3 separate regions of the Pan troglodytes genome follow, and regions 1 and 3 are each linked to region 2. Evidence: chromatin contacts called from public Hi-C data. All regions are on one chromosome and are shown on one strand. Each heading gives the region's core, a stretch centred on a gene start, on an enhancer-like site or on the middle of the called end of the contact. The rest is flanking DNA. Distances are from core to core; before and after follow the strand shown. Region 1 has its middle 49 kb from the start of PRSS23. Region 2 overlaps ME3 (malic enzyme 3). Region 3 has its middle 21 kb from the start of PRSS23.

Evidence for each region. A called contact is a pair of places that touch in the nucleus more often than the background predicts.
Region 1: a contact with region 2 is called in a Hi-C map of stem cell-derived neural progenitor cells, with 3 times the contacts expected there. The contact joins two enhancer-like sites. A contact is called at or near these places in 2 of 7 Hi-C or Micro-C datasets (blood and stem cell-derived neural progenitor cells).
Region 3: a contact with region 2 is called in a Hi-C map of stem cell-derived neural progenitor cells, with 3 times the contacts expected there. The contact joins two enhancer-like sites. A contact is called at or near these places in 5 of 7 Hi-C or Micro-C datasets (blood, induced pluripotent stem cells, a lymphoblastoid cell line and 1 more), 1 of 1 datasets of contacts at active chromatin or transcription factors (stem cell-derived excitatory neurons) and 1 of 1 other capture datasets (stem cell-derived neural stem cells).

The regions. Positions count from the first base shown.
Region 1 is chr9:88,754,948-88,759,564 of NHGRI_mPanTro3-v2.0_pri, reverse strand. No RefSeq gene overlaps it. Among named protein-coding and RNA genes, the nearest start is that of PRSS23, 49 kb to the left of the region's middle. Within about 2 kb of position 2,319, at least 11 of the 24 cell types and tissues checked have an H3K27ac peak or open chromatin away from gene starts, as enhancers often do. A contact at or near this core is called in stem cell-derived neural progenitor cells, where this site is marked.
Region 2 is chr9:88,470,276-88,475,263 of NHGRI_mPanTro3-v2.0_pri, reverse strand. All of the region lies in intron 8 of ME3 (malic enzyme 3), which reads left to right. Among named protein-coding and RNA genes, the nearest start is that of CCDC81, 82 kb to the right of the region's middle. Within about 2 kb of position 2,728, at least 2 of the 24 cell types and tissues checked have an H3K27ac peak or open chromatin away from gene starts, as enhancers often do. A contact at or near this core is called in stem cell-derived neural progenitor cells, where this site is marked.
Region 3 is chr9:88,825,381-88,830,346 of NHGRI_mPanTro3-v2.0_pri, reverse strand. No RefSeq gene overlaps it. Among named protein-coding and RNA genes, the nearest start is that of PRSS23, 21 kb to the right of the region's middle. Within about 2 kb of position 3,341, at least 2 of the 24 cell types and tissues checked have an H3K27ac peak or open chromatin away from gene starts, as enhancers often do. A contact at or near this core is called in stem cell-derived neural progenitor cells, where this site is marked.

The DNA of each region.
Region 1 (4,617 bases), core at 1,070-3,569, 280 kb before region 2:
ATTAGGTCTTCAAGAGGTCCCCATCTCTGCCTACTTACAAACAGAACACAGCTCAGGTGAGCATCCTGGGAGACACCATTCCCAGTATGGGTTGTTTCAGCGATGGGACATAAGATGTTTGGAATGGGCTACTTCTTGCCATTAGTTCACCTGACATACCAAATATGATCAATATCAAGATTTAAAAAATGAGCATGACAACATATCCCCAAGATGTGGATTTTCAAGAAAAGGGCTCATGTACCTTCAGTCTTGGCCCTCAGCCAGGTCAAGGGTAGAGGAAAGGGTCAGAGGGACCAGCTTGGAGAGAGGATTAGAGAAGAGATTCCTTTGGAGAGAGCTGTTACAGCCCTCTCCCTTAGAGGGAGGCATGGAGGTGCTGCAGGAGAACGTGAAAAGATATTCCTTGCATGAGGGACCATAGAGAACTAGTGCCTGAGTAATGTCTGGGAGAGCAGACCATGGCTGGGTCCTGGCTCCTGCCCGCTGTGGGCAGAGGATGAGAGAGGAGTAACTTGCTGTCTAGGTTCAGGAACCAGGAGGTGCGCTGGGTGGGTTTGGAATGCATTCCCAGAGTTGTTCAAGGTCATTTCCTGTGCACTAGATGTGGGACACACCAGAAAGAGAACCGTTCTGTGGGCCATCTTAGATCTTGTCTGAAAGTGCCTGTGAGAGAAGTGAAGGGATTTTGGCAGGAAGATTGGAAATGTGCTGCTCCTCAATGCCTCAAGTGGCTCCAGGAATGGCGACACATCTGTCAGGGTCAAGGTGACTGCAGGACAGAGGTCCCACAAAGGGACCTGGGAGCAACCCATGGCATGGCCCCTACGAGAAGAGTGCTGCTCTGGCTCACCCAGGGGATGCTTCCCTTGGCCAAAGACCAGACTCAAGTCAAATCTGTACTATTGCTTTACCTCTTCTCCTGCCCATGGCTTTAACTGTGTTGGATCTGAAACAGCAGAGAGAGAGAGTGTGGGGCAGGAGAGCTCCAGGACAGGAGAAGTCAACAGTGTATTCTTATGCCATGAGTCATGCTTGTTCAACATACTGGTTATACAAACCAGAAAAGGTTTTGTCTGTTTTTTTGGTTTGTTGACCTAATTACTAATACACATCTTTACTTTTCTCTTAGAGCCTGATCACATCCCTACCTTTCCATTCCTTCTTTCTGCATCTCATATTTTGTATACACTTCTATGATAGCACTCCATCTTGCATTATAACTGATTGCTTACCACTATTTCCATACTGAAAGATGTGTTCTTTGTGGCAGCAGCTGTATTTTATTTATGTTAATATTCTCTATATCCAGCTCAGTGATGCCATATGGTTGGTATGCAATCAATTCTTGTTAAATGAAAGACTAAATGAATATATGCATATTGATAGGAAGAACTTGGCAAAAGGGAGATATATTTAGGCCTTTTGAAGCCTCTTGAATCTCACCAGCTGGGCTGGGCTCATAGTTCCTGCTTGTAGTTCCATTCACATTCCCTAAAGACCTGGGTAGCTCTTTGAATATTTGGATTTGTTGAGGGGAATCCCAATTATACTCATTAGACAGCACATCCCTGAGGAGGGATGGAAACATTGAGAACACGCTCTCCATCAGGGTAAATAAAAGAAGGGAACTGAGCCACGCCTGTCCAATCTCAACAGAACCCTCTGTTGTACAGGAAACAGTGGAGAAATTGTTCATTTACATCTCATTCCTGATGGAAATATTCCAACTGCAAAGCCAGTGTCAGCTTTGATTTCCTGCCCTGAGAGGAGGCACGGTCAAAAGGCACAAAGTGGGCTTGTGCAGTCGGAGGAATTAGGTTGGGTAAGAAGAGACTCTCACACTCCATCTTTGTTCAATGGTGGAACTTCTAGCTGGGGTGGTCAACCCAGCCCAGCCCAACCTTAGCCTTGGGCGCCTGTGAGGACTCCATTCTCTTAGAACCACAAGATATCAGGCGGAAGAGTGAAGGGCAGACCAGGCCTGAGGGTCAGTGCCCCAGTCCTTGGCTTGCTTCCTTGAAAAGAGCAAGCACTGAGAGGCCCTGGAGTTTTGGGAATCTGAGTGGCCAAGGGCAGGCAAACGAGAGGCCTATTCCTGGGCCTCCATTCCCAACCATTCCAGTTGCCTTGAAAAAGGAGGAATTCAAATAACCTGGAAAAGGCACTTACAGAGCAAAAGCACAGCCAGTTGCTGTCTTACAGCTAATTTTAAGAATGTCCTTTTCTCTTGAAATTTCATCACCATGACTCATCGCACTGCAGGACAAAATTCTGAAGCTCTGAGTCAGACTGGGCACTGGGAGCTGAAGCTCAATGGGAGTTTTACCTAAATAAAGCCTGCAAGCCCAGCCTGCTGTGATACATGCTTATAAATCTGCTGTTTCAGCAATGCACATGCCCTTGCACCTCTGCTGTTCATACAGTTGCCCACACCTTCCTTCTTCTCTTAGACATGAAGCCCCCCTCCCTTTTTTTCTGAACCTTCAGTTAGTATGCTGTATCTTCTGTGATAATTTAGTTCCTTTTCCACATCCAGTCTGCACTGCTATAGGTGCTTTGCTGATACTTGCTGCCTGAACAGGTGTGATGATAAAGCACACGTTTCAGAAAGAATCTAGGATCCTCTTCTCTAAATGCCAATCGAACTGATTGGTATTTAAATTTGGATCTTAGAATGTCAGAGTGGGAAGGAGCCTCATTCTCATGTTATCCACCCTCCCTGTCACTGTAGGTAAGAAATCCAAGACTCAGAGATATCGGCCAACTTGCCTGAGATAACACAGCCAGTTAGGATGAGAATCTAGACAAGAAGCCAGGGTCTGCTCATGTCTACATCTCTTTATTGGACTGCTTCTGTTTTTCTTTATTATATGTCCAGATTAATTCCTAAAAACCCACATCTGGGTATTGGAGGAGGGGGGTCATTTTTTGGGGACCTCTAGGAATGAGAGTGGAAGGCAATGTTCAGGGCTGAACACCTGCTCCTTGGTATCCCTTGAGCTGCAGTCTGGTGACCTGAGAAGGTGGCTGTTGCACCCATGAGGGCAAGAGACCTGGAGATAGGCCATAGGAGGAAAGGTGGGACTGGTAGGGAGTGGCCTGGAGGCTGAAGACATATTCTCTATTCAGGGATGGTGGCAGTGGCAGGTTAATCAAAGCAACAGAGATGAGGAACTAGACCTATGGAAACTCTGTCTTGTCAACTGTCCTGGGACACATGGTGGGTATGGCTGTTATTGTAAATGAAGATGGGGGCCTGCAGTCAGATGGTAAGGTGGCTCTTGCATCAGGCTGTTGAAATCAGAATTTTGGGGGTTGCTACAGAGGCCCATTCACATGAGCTTAGGTGGAAAGAATCATTGTAAGAATATGGAGACCTCACAGGAAGCCAAGGATAGGTGCCATAGTGCAGCCAGGACCCCTTGGGCCTAAAATCAAGACTCTGTCAGGAGCCAAGGTGGCTAGCTCTAGGCTCCATTCTCTTTGGCTCTGTGTCTCTGTCTCCGATCCCTCTCACCCTCTGTCTCTTGGTGCCTTGTCTTCCCTTTTCTCCTGCCTGCAGTGCTCCTCACTGTAGTTTGCCCATGGCTCAGAATGGCTGCCCCTGTATTGAGTCCATCTCATTAACCTTTGGCTCCATAGCTAACTGGCTATGATTTTTCCAGACTCTAAAATCGTAAGAGAGGAACAAAATTGGCTCCGATCTCATATTTGGTTCTGGTCACAGACATCCCAGTTCTCCCCATGGATTAGCTGTTTATGTCAGATGTCCAATCAACTGTGCCTGTAGGGTTAGGGTCTCCAGGGCACAGCGTGTCAGTAGGGAATGGAAGAAGTTTAGACCATGGAGACACAGATTCCAGCTCTGCCATTTACAGGATCTGTGACTTCAGTCAATGCTCCTTACTTCTCTAAGCCTTATGTTCCTACTCATCTGTAAAATAATACCAACTTCACAAGGTTGTAATTGCCTGTTGGGTTCTTCCTGCCCTCTGCACAGCCAAAATCTGTTCACTGAGGTTGGGGCATTGCAGTAGAGAAAGAGTTTAATCGACACAAGGCCAGCCCATACAGGAGAACTGGAATTCTCACTCAATTCAGTCTCCTTGAAGGCTCAGAGCTTAGGAGTTTTATGCACAAGTTGGTGGGTAGGGGGCTGGGAAATGGGTGCTGCTTATTGGTTGGGGTTGAAAGAGTAGAGGTGTGGAAAATGGTCCTCAGGCAGTGAGTTTGCCTCTGGGTAGAGCCACAGGATTAGCTGAGTCATGAGTCAGAGTCCAGGAGGGGTCAGTCTGAAAGATATCTCAAAAAATCAATTTTAGGTTCTACAATAGTGACACTATCTATAGAAGCAATTAGGGAAGCCACAAATTTTATAACCTCTGGCCACATGACTCCTGAGCGGTAAGGGATTATAGAAACTATGCCAACACTTTAGCAGAATTCGGGCCCTTCCCAGAATCCTATTCTAGTTTACAAAGATAGTTTTCGAAAATAAAATAAAATAAAATAAAAACCCCACAAAGGGAGTTTTCAGTCCCCGAGCAAGGAAAGAGTTCATTTTAGGGAGGGACTATTATCATCCTTGCTTTTGAGTTAACCATAAACTAAATT
Region 2 (4,988 bases), core at 1,479-3,978:
TTTACAGAAGGCTTCAAAGTGAGCCAGGGGTAGGGTTCTCAGCCAAGAAATGCAAAATACATCCCTGGAAGATAATGACCTTGTTGGAGAGGGAAGGTGTGGGGGACTTTGCACAGGCTTCAGATGCCACAATAGGGAAGAGGCAGACAGGCAGGAATGGCTCATCTCTGAAGACCGTGCAGCTCATTTGTCTTGTTTACAAGATGCCAGGGATTATTTCCAGCTGTCGGGGGTCAACTGCCCTCTCTCTCACCCACCACCACCACTACACACACTGAGTAGCAGTTCTAGGCCTTTCCTTGATCTCTCCCCCTGCCGTGAAACTTCCCCTGGTCTCTTTAACCTTTTCTCTCCTCTGTTCCCAAAGCCTTCCTTTTCACTAAGTCCTGTATTCTGAGGCTGTTCTTCACTTCCAGGGCTGTTCCTAGTCCTGAAGTTCATGTGGATCTCATGTATCTGGCTCCTCCGAGATCTCCCCTTTTAGCTGTTGCAACAGCCGAACCTCCAGAGAAGCCAAGAAGATGATCATCATTCCTTCTGGTTCTTTCCAAATTGTGGCAAAACAGGCCTAACCCTATCTTCTCCATTGGCCAGAGAACTGCCTTCTAGAGAGTCCAGGAGCTCCAGAAAATTCCCTTATGACACAAAATTGCAGTGAAGTAATGTAGAAAGCCTTTGCTTGGTGTCCAATAAAGGGGAATCTGAATTTTTGGAACACTTATGCTAGCAACTCCTTGAGAGTTTTATTTGAGAACAAGACTTTTATTTGTCTTTATTTATTCAAGGCCTAGCCCAGAGAAGGCCCAGAACAAACACTCAGCACATACTAATGAATAAATGAATGGCAGTATCTACTGTAGAAAGGTAAATCTTATGGATCGTGGAAGCAGGTGTGGCCTCATAGCAGAGGTTGTTCTGTCCCAATAGGGATCCAGGCCTCCAAAGCCACCGTGGCCAGACCCTGACAGAGCCTAACTCTTTCTGTCCTTCTTGCTGCCTGGGTCAGAAGTTTTCCCTTACCTGATAAAGCAGTAAATTCTTTCCTCCAATAATCTATTGTTCAGCATGGAAACGCCTTTAACTTTGTCAAATATGACTATTAAAAGCAGAAACTACATTTTCAGCATGTCCTTTTGTGCTATTTCCTGAAGCTACAACCTCAAGTACTCAGTTTGCAGGAAATGTAATTATGGAAATCTCCCTCTGAAAAAGAAAACTTCTTTTTCTTTTACCATGAATAGGAACAACCAGCCACACTTTCAGCTGCCCATGGCATTTATGGGCACAAGTCATGTTCCAGCACATCCCTGGACTCATGGGCTTCTCAGAGTGGTTACCTTGAAACAGCTAAGTAGCTTCCTTTCCAGTTTTAAACCCCTAGTGCATAGCCCAAGAGCACCCCAAAAATGCAAGTTAATGATGGAGATAACTTTATTTGCCAAACTTTGTAATTTGGAGCTTAAGAACCACTGTTTTTCCTCTTGAGTTCTGGCCTGTACCAAGTGCAGAAATAGCTTCCCAAAGGAAAAAAAATGGGCAACAGTACCAAATGCTGCTGAGAGGTCAAGAAAGAAGAAGGCTGAGAACTGATTACTGAATTTGGCCACCTGGAGGTACTTGGGGACCCTGACAAGAGGTGGGTCAGTCATTTGATTGGACTGGGTTTCATGGGGACCAAGGAGGAAAGAACTAGATGCAGTTAATATATTCAGCTCTCTAGAAGAGTTTGGCTATAAAGGAGAGCAAGAAATAGGGTGGGACATATAGGACCAAGGGAGGGCCTTTTAAAGATGGAAGTTTTACAGTGTATTTGTATGCTGATGAGAATGATCCAGTAGAGAGGGCAAAATTGAATATGCAGGAAATAGGAGTGGGAACAATGGGACAAGTAGGCAAAAATGATGGGATCCATTAGACAAGTGGTGCTTTAGCTAGAAGCAGGGAGGCATCGATGGTAACAGGGGGAAAAGCAAGTACTTGGACATTGGAGGCAGAGGGTCTGAAGACTTGGTGGTGATAGGATTCAGAAGTTCTGTCCTGATTAGTTCCATTTCCCTTGAGTGTCATTCTCCACTTTTAAGGGCAAAAAATAGGAGCACAGTAGTCCCTACTTCATGGAGTTGTTGGGAAGATTAATTGAGCAAATGCTGTGCTGGTAAGCACATAGCACAGAGCCAAGGCCACAGTAAGAGTGATCAATAAATGGCAGCTGACCTTGCATCCTTTTATTGTAATGTGTGACTCTTTCCCATCAGATTTCCCATTGTTCTGAGCTCCCCTCCCCTTCCAGAGGTACAGCTGAATGTTGACATCTACTGCCTAAGTTCACTTCCCTCTGCCTCTGCTACCACCCTGCTCCGTCCTTCCCCAGAGAAACCCCATAACACCTCTCCTGCTGCCTTCAACTATAGTCAGGAAGGGCTGTCTGAGCAGCAGAGATCATGAAGGGATGGAAGCAAACCTGGGAAGGAAACCCCCAGGTTTCCTTGCTTTGGGTGACTGACAGGGCCAAGCCACCTTTCTCTGTCAGTTTCCTCATCTGTACAACTGTTAAATGCCATGATCTCCAATCCCCATCCAGCACCGAATTTCTGTGAGGAAGCCGAGTTATTCAACCTGCAAATAACCCCAGAAGACGGTTGACACCCAAAAAGAAAAAAGACCCATCCAGAGTGTAGTGTCTGCGAGATCATCTCTGATGGAATACCTTTGGCGCCATCTGGTGGCAAATGCTTTGCGCAACCCCTCCTTTCAGGGAGGCAAAAGGCTGTCCTGAAACAGACTCCGATGAGCAGAAAACTCCCGCTAGACAATGGCAGGAAACTAGTACCTCACCTAGAGAGGCTATCTAGTTCAGTGCATCTCAAACTGGAATGGCATACAAATCATCTGGAGATCTTTTTAAATACAAATTCTGACTCCGTAGAACTGAAATGAAAGAGGGTTTTATGGGCGGAGAGTAAGAAGTATGGAGTTACTTGGAGGGAGGCAGAGAAAATGGGGAGTTCCACATAATAAGTGGACTTTGGAGAAAATTAAGGACAAAGGGGATTTGGGGATTTCAGAAGAGGGTCATACAATGCAATTCTCCTCGCCCTTTCTTTAAGTGATTTGAATACTATTTAAACTGCTTGTTGATACTTCCTTGGATGTCAGCTTGGTGTTTCTTTTGAATGCAGTACAGTGCTGAGCCTGACCATGATATAGTCCAGCTTCATTCAGGTTAGATAAAAAGGTAGATATGGGAAAAGGAGGCATGGTTAAGGATGCCTGGGGTAGCAAGGAATGTCTTGCTGATCATTTGGGCAGTCTTAAGGAATAATGAACTGCAAAATGGTCTTCTAGATAGGTAGAATAGCAGGGGAAATGTACCTAAGTATAAACATGCATGATATGTTTAGGGAACAATGAATAAAGCTACTGGTACATGGAGTACACGGGGAGGCACTGCAGAGGTAGGTTGATACTGATAACATACTTTTCTGTACATAAACTAACAAAAAGTATGTCATGAACAACTGTTTTATAAAAGCCATCACACTTGTAATCATTTAGTAATTTCTTTCCTTACAAACAGAAATGAGCTTGGTCTATTTTGTTACCATGGTATCCTCAGTACCTGAGCCTGGTTCATAATTGATGCTCAAAAAATAAATGAATGTAACAATTTCCAGTGATCTCTGACTACCCACTGTGTTCTACTGTTTTGTGCCCAAGTTTTGGTAAACTGGGAGTTCTCTGATGGCAGGGATCATGTTTGATTCATCTGTCTTCGACAGTGCCTAGCATGGTGCCTGTCACTTTGTAGGCCCTCAGAGGGTGCACACTGTGTACTTTGCGGACCATGGGAAGGATGTTAGGAAGTCCCAGTATCCTTAGCCCTGTCTCTGTGACACTGCCAACAGTTCAGCACTCCCTCTAGGCCACAGCTGTGTGAAGACAGGGGTGCCTGCACCCCATCTTCTGAGAAGTATGATCCTGCATAGAGTCCCGCCTTCTGATGTCCACAATGATGAATGTGCACTTATTGGCCACCAACTGTTTGCTGTACCCCCTATCTCAGCCACTGAGCCAAGTATAAATCTAGGAGAAGGCCCACCCCAGAGCTAGCTAAAAATAAGCCACCTGGAAAACTGGAAACAGACAATATAGAAAATTCACTCATACTCCCACCCTGCAACCATTAGTATTTTGTAAGTTCCTTCTGGATTCTATGTGTGTGATACATTACAATTAGAATCATCATATGCATACTATTTAATGTTCTCTTCCTTCCAGCCAACTCAATGGAACATAGGTTAGTGCTTAAGCACACAGGCCCTAGAGCTTGATTCCCTGGATTCACATCCTGGCTCTGTTATATGATCTTGTACAATTCAGCAAACCATACCTTATTTTCCCAATCTGTAAAATGAGGATGGCAATAATGAGGATTAAATGAATAACTGTCTTCATGTTAAGACATATAAAGTACTTGGAACAATATCTGATGTTAGTGACTAGCTTCACAGCATTTTCCATGTTGCTGCATAATATTCATGATGATCATTTTTAATAGCTATAAAACAGTCTACTGTGTCTACACTGGCTACTTTACTTAATCATTACTCCTCTGTTAGATGTGTAGGTTATTTCCAGCCATTCTGTATTATAAATAACACTGTCATAAACATCCTAGTATATACATTTTGGACTTTTCTATATAGAGATTCTCAAAAGTAGAAGTATAAGGTCAAAGGGCAAAAATATTTTATGCCTTTGCTCTAGATGGGGAAACAGTTCTCCACTAAAGATTGTAGCACTTTAAAACACAAAGTATATTGGAACATTTTACTTTTCATTCCTCCCTCACCAGCCATAGATGACAACAATTTTTTTAATTATCCAAATGTAGTAAGCCATAAATAGTCCTACTTTAATTTCCTTTTGCTTTGTTTTGTTTTGGTTTCACCATCGTGGAGTGTTGCTGATTGTGATTACTTTATTGT
Region 3 (4,966 bases), core at 2,092-4,591, 350 kb before region 2:
TTGGATGGCAAGAACTGGCTGCTGTTCCCATGGCTGCTGCTTGGATTCTAGCCCCTTGTTCTGTTTATTTCATTTCCTGAGACTCTCCTCATTCTCTCCAAGGCAAACACTTCAGTCTTTCTTCACTGGATTGGAACTTGACGCTTCTCAAAGCTGTTCTTGCTCTTTATGGAAGACAGGGCCTTAGTCCTTTTAATAGCCCAAAGACAAGGGGCAGTGATAAATCAAGACTAAGAGAGCACTCAGTATTTTTACACACTTGATACACACATAGACAAATACCACAGTGAAGAGTCACCCTGCACTTTCTGCCTCTCAGAAAACATTGGTCCAGGCAGGAGGGGATGGCAGAGGGCCTCCCTGAGCCCATGTTTGCACCACCCCATTGATGCCTGGGTTCTTGCTCTTCTTGTGGGCAGAGCTGTTCCAAGGGTCCCTGGAGGATTCAGTTAATCAATCCCTCATTCACAGGCATGATAAGCATACCTGGTGCACAGTGCCCCATGCTTGCATGGTGGGTGCACAGAGACAGACAAGGCAAGGTTCTGCTTGTCATGAAAACAGCTGGAGCTTGGAGGACTAGATAGACTCCTCTCTGGTCTCCTGCCTTCCACCCCGTCTTTCCCACCATAGCCAGAGGGACATTTCTAAACATAACCTGAAGCACAATCTGATCTTGTCCCACCCTTTGTCTCTCACTTCCTCAACCTGGCTTCCAACATTTTTCTCTTGGTTTCTTTGAGGCCACATTTTCCTTGTTGTCCTTAACCTTATTGGTGGCTTCTTACCAGCTTCCTTACTGCCTCCTCCTCCTCCTCCTCTTCCTCTTTCTCTTCTACTGAACCCAACATCTAAATGTTGGTGGACTGGGACTCTGTCCTCAGCCCTCTTCTCAAGCCTCATTCTCTCCCCAGGTGATATTATTTCTCTGTGGTTTAAATATCACCTACAAGTGCATTTGAGATATTTCTACTGAGCTTCACAATCAGAGATCCTATAGTTCATTTGACATTGGCATTTGGGTGTCCGCTAGACAGTTGAAACCTAACATGACTGACACAGGAATTCTCGGTTTTCATTTCCACAGCAGAATCTAATTCTCTTCCTTTAGTCTTTCCCATCTCAGCAAATGGCACCTGGAATCTCTGTGGATGCTCAGGCCCCAAGCCAAGCAGTCATTCTTGATTCCTCCTTTACCACACCTATTCATGTTGGCTCTACTTTCAAATATATACTCTTCCAGATATGACCACTATTCAATATCCTCTACTTCCAAAGTCAAAGTCACTGCCATTTCTTACCTGGATTACTAGTTTTCCCATTGCCACTGCCTAAAATCCATTCTCCATTTAGCATCCAAAGAGATATTGTCAAATATGAATGAGTTTCAGGGCTGCATTGTGATTTTTGTGGGCCCTAAGCCCTTTTGCCTTCATAAGCCTCCTTCTCCATTAAAAAATATTAAAAATTATATTTTATGGCTGTTAATATAAATATATTAACATTATATTAACACATTTTATTAGGCTTAAAAATTAACTTTCTTCTTCTGATTTTAAAATAAATATTTCTGTGTGATCTCTGAAACTGCTGTGGGACCTAGACACTGTGCCTACTGTCCCTTCATGGATAAGTCGGTCCTGATTAGGCCCCACCAGGGCTCCTACTTAAAGTCCTTTGACTGTATCCCCCAGCAAGTAAGATGAATTAAAAAGACCTTGACAGAATCCTTAATTTCTATATGAGCTGGCTGGAATCTATCTTTTTGAACTCTTCCCCATCTGTCTCTTAAACAGAACAAATTTGATACTGCCAGGGGCCCTTGCACTTCAGTTTGTTGAGGCTCAAACATATTCCCTCCCAAATTCTCAATAAGCCACTAACACACAGGTATAGCAAGCCTATGAGTTTCTTGTGGGTTATGCAAATAGGAAACAAGATGACTGGGCTTGAAGCATCTTGCTGGCTGTGTACTTGAGACAGCTATCTGTTAGATAAAGGTGCGCAGGAGACAGAGGGTTATATCACCATAGGTAAGGGCTAAGGAGGGTAGAAGAGCTGGTGTTATCTGAGAAGCAGCAAGCAATGAAGAGAGAACATCACTGCAGTGAGTCAGATAAAGATGCCTGTCTCCTTTCTCTCTTCCTCAGCTTCAAATGAGCCCATTGAGAAGCTGGAACCCAGAAGAGGGAGGATCTTTAAATCATATAGGAGGGTTTAAATTTTAAACCACAATGCATTGGGATTTATTTGCCACAAGGAACTAGACAACTGTGGAATCAGTCTGCCCAATTCCAAGGCCATCATCTTCCCATACCAGGCTGCTATCTCAGCTCTCAATCCTGTTTACCCTTTCTTTTTTCTTTTTCTTTTTTTTTTTTTTTTTTTTTTTTGAGACAGAGTCTCACTCTGTTGCCTAGGCTGGAGTACAGTGGCATAATTTTGGCTCATTGCAATCTCCGACTCCTAGTTTCAAGCGATTCTCCTGCCTTAGCTTCCCTAGCAGCTGGGATTACAGGCATGCGCCACCATGCCCGGCCAATTTTTGTATTTTTAGTAGTGATGGGGTTTCACCATGTTAGCAGGGCTGGTCTGGAGCTCCTCACCTCAAGTGATCCACCTGCCTCAGCCTCCCAAAGTGCTAGGATTACAGACATGAGCCACCATGCCCGGCCAACCCCTGTTTACTCTTGTTCTGGAAGCTGGTTTATTTCCTCCTCCGGGGGGAACCCCAGACTAAAAACAGATGTGTTGTTGATCGTCCAGAAATGGCCTCATGTCTACCATGTATGTACGATGACCCCACCCCATCAAAAGGATTTTTAAATGCCCTTCCCCTATTGGAGGCCCTCAGAATGCTGAGCCAGGCAAAGAAGGTATCACAGGAATCACAATGGAAGCCCAGAGAGGAGAAACGCAGGGAGCTGCAGCCCCACCTTTGTTCCTAGATTAGCAAGGATGGCTGCCAGTCTGCACGCTATACAGAGCTTTGAAAGGTTAATAATTAAGTGACCAAACATGCTTGTTGGCCAAGACATACCTGGCTTACACCTGCTGCCCCAGCTTCATTAGTCATAGCATTCTCAAAAGAATCCCATTCTGAATGATAAATGAAATGGCTGCCTTATCAAACATCCATAGAAATCAATGGTCAGAGGCAACTTCAAGGCATACTTGAACTGGTTCATGACAAGAACAAAGAAAAAGTGCAGACATGAACAGCAGCAGAACCCAGGCAAAGTAAGAAGGAAGCCCTCAGTGAGTGTTGGGGATCACTGTCAGAATTCCTCTGGACTCCCTGGATGGCTGCCATTTACCCTTCAGTTAGCAGACAGCAGCCTAGAGTCATCATTCCAGGGCAGGCTTAGTCATTCTTAACAAGTTCTGCATTAAAGACCTCCTGTGGGGTTTGTTAGAGAAAGAGTGATTCCTTGAATACATGATCCAGGCATCACCAGGTACTTCCCATCTCCCCAAGCAGGTAGACTGAGCTACACAAAGAACAGGGAATTGGGAGCATGACCTTGGTATTTCAATCCCTTTTTGGTCCAAAAACAGTAAAAAGAAAGATTACACATACAACTCTGCTCCTATTTCTTTACCTCTTTAAGGCTATTTTCCCACCTTTTAAAAACACTATCTCCTTTCCAAAATTCAAAATTTGGAGTAAAGTCTATGTAAAATATGTGTCCCCAGTTCTGCCACAAACTTCTGATTCTCAGCGACAGATAATTTTCAAATTTATTACTTCTAATTTCACGCTGTGAAGATTTCCAAATCCTGGTTACAGGGTCTGGTTAAACCCTAAAGGCACAGACACCTGACCCCACTCGGACTCATCATTCTTTCTACATTACCACCTCAACCAAAAGGCTGTTACAGAGATCCCCAGAATGTATTTATTAGAACACCAGATTGCTTATAGGCATTATATGAGAAAACAAGGGTTTTGTGATCAAAGATGTTTATTTAAATGCAGATTTTTACAACCTCAACTTGTCCCTTTACAACAGGTCTTCCCAGAGCTTTTAATGTGCAGACAAGCATGTGAACCTCTGATAAAGAGAGGGAAAATGGAGAGGCATCTTCCTCTGACTTAATACAACCCTTTTTACTTTTGGTAGAAAATCGTAAGGCATGAGTGTTTAAGGAGCACACTTTGGGAAATGTGGTTCTACTAGCCTTACTAGGCAAATATGCTTCTAATATGTATAACTAATACATGTAAAGCACTAATTATATTAATAATGCCATGAGTCCTTTTTTCTTTTTCTGTCTACTGCTATGATAGTTTAATACCATGCTTTCTTTTATTAACACTAAAAAGATGGACATGTTGAATTATTTTATAATTTTCTTTTACAGTTCTGTGAGTTAAGCTGTATATAGCATATGGGTGTATCATTCTTTAGTAAATTACATCTACCTGTGAACTAAACATTGATTTCATTTTGACTTTGTGCCATTGTCTAACTTTGCAAAAAATCAAAATCAAGGAATCAAGGTGCTTCACAAAAGGAACATCTATTTTTTTTTAAAAATCCATTCTGGTCTTGGTGTTCAGTGAACTTTTTTTCACCAAGCTAAAGCAAAAACAAACAAAACCCCCAAATACCAGACATAGAAATGGAGACCTCCCTTCTTCCTCAGGCTAGATTCCTGTTAGATTCCAAAGAAAACTGTGCCGGAACTCAGAATTTTCCTGGCAGCTCTGCATCTCCTTGCTATGCATAGTATTTCTCATATGATTTGAAGAAAGCACTGTGGTTGTACGTTTCTTGAGTGCCTTATCAGAATTATCTTTCCAAAAAGCTCAAGAAAGACAAGCAAAAAATCCCCCAGAGAATGTCTAAGTGACAGTGCTCCATCTGAATATCCTTACAAATTGCTACAATGCAGGTTTACCTGGGGTGCAAGCACAGCAAACACGTGCTTGTAGTCCATTTGCTTTTTTCTCCCTGATACA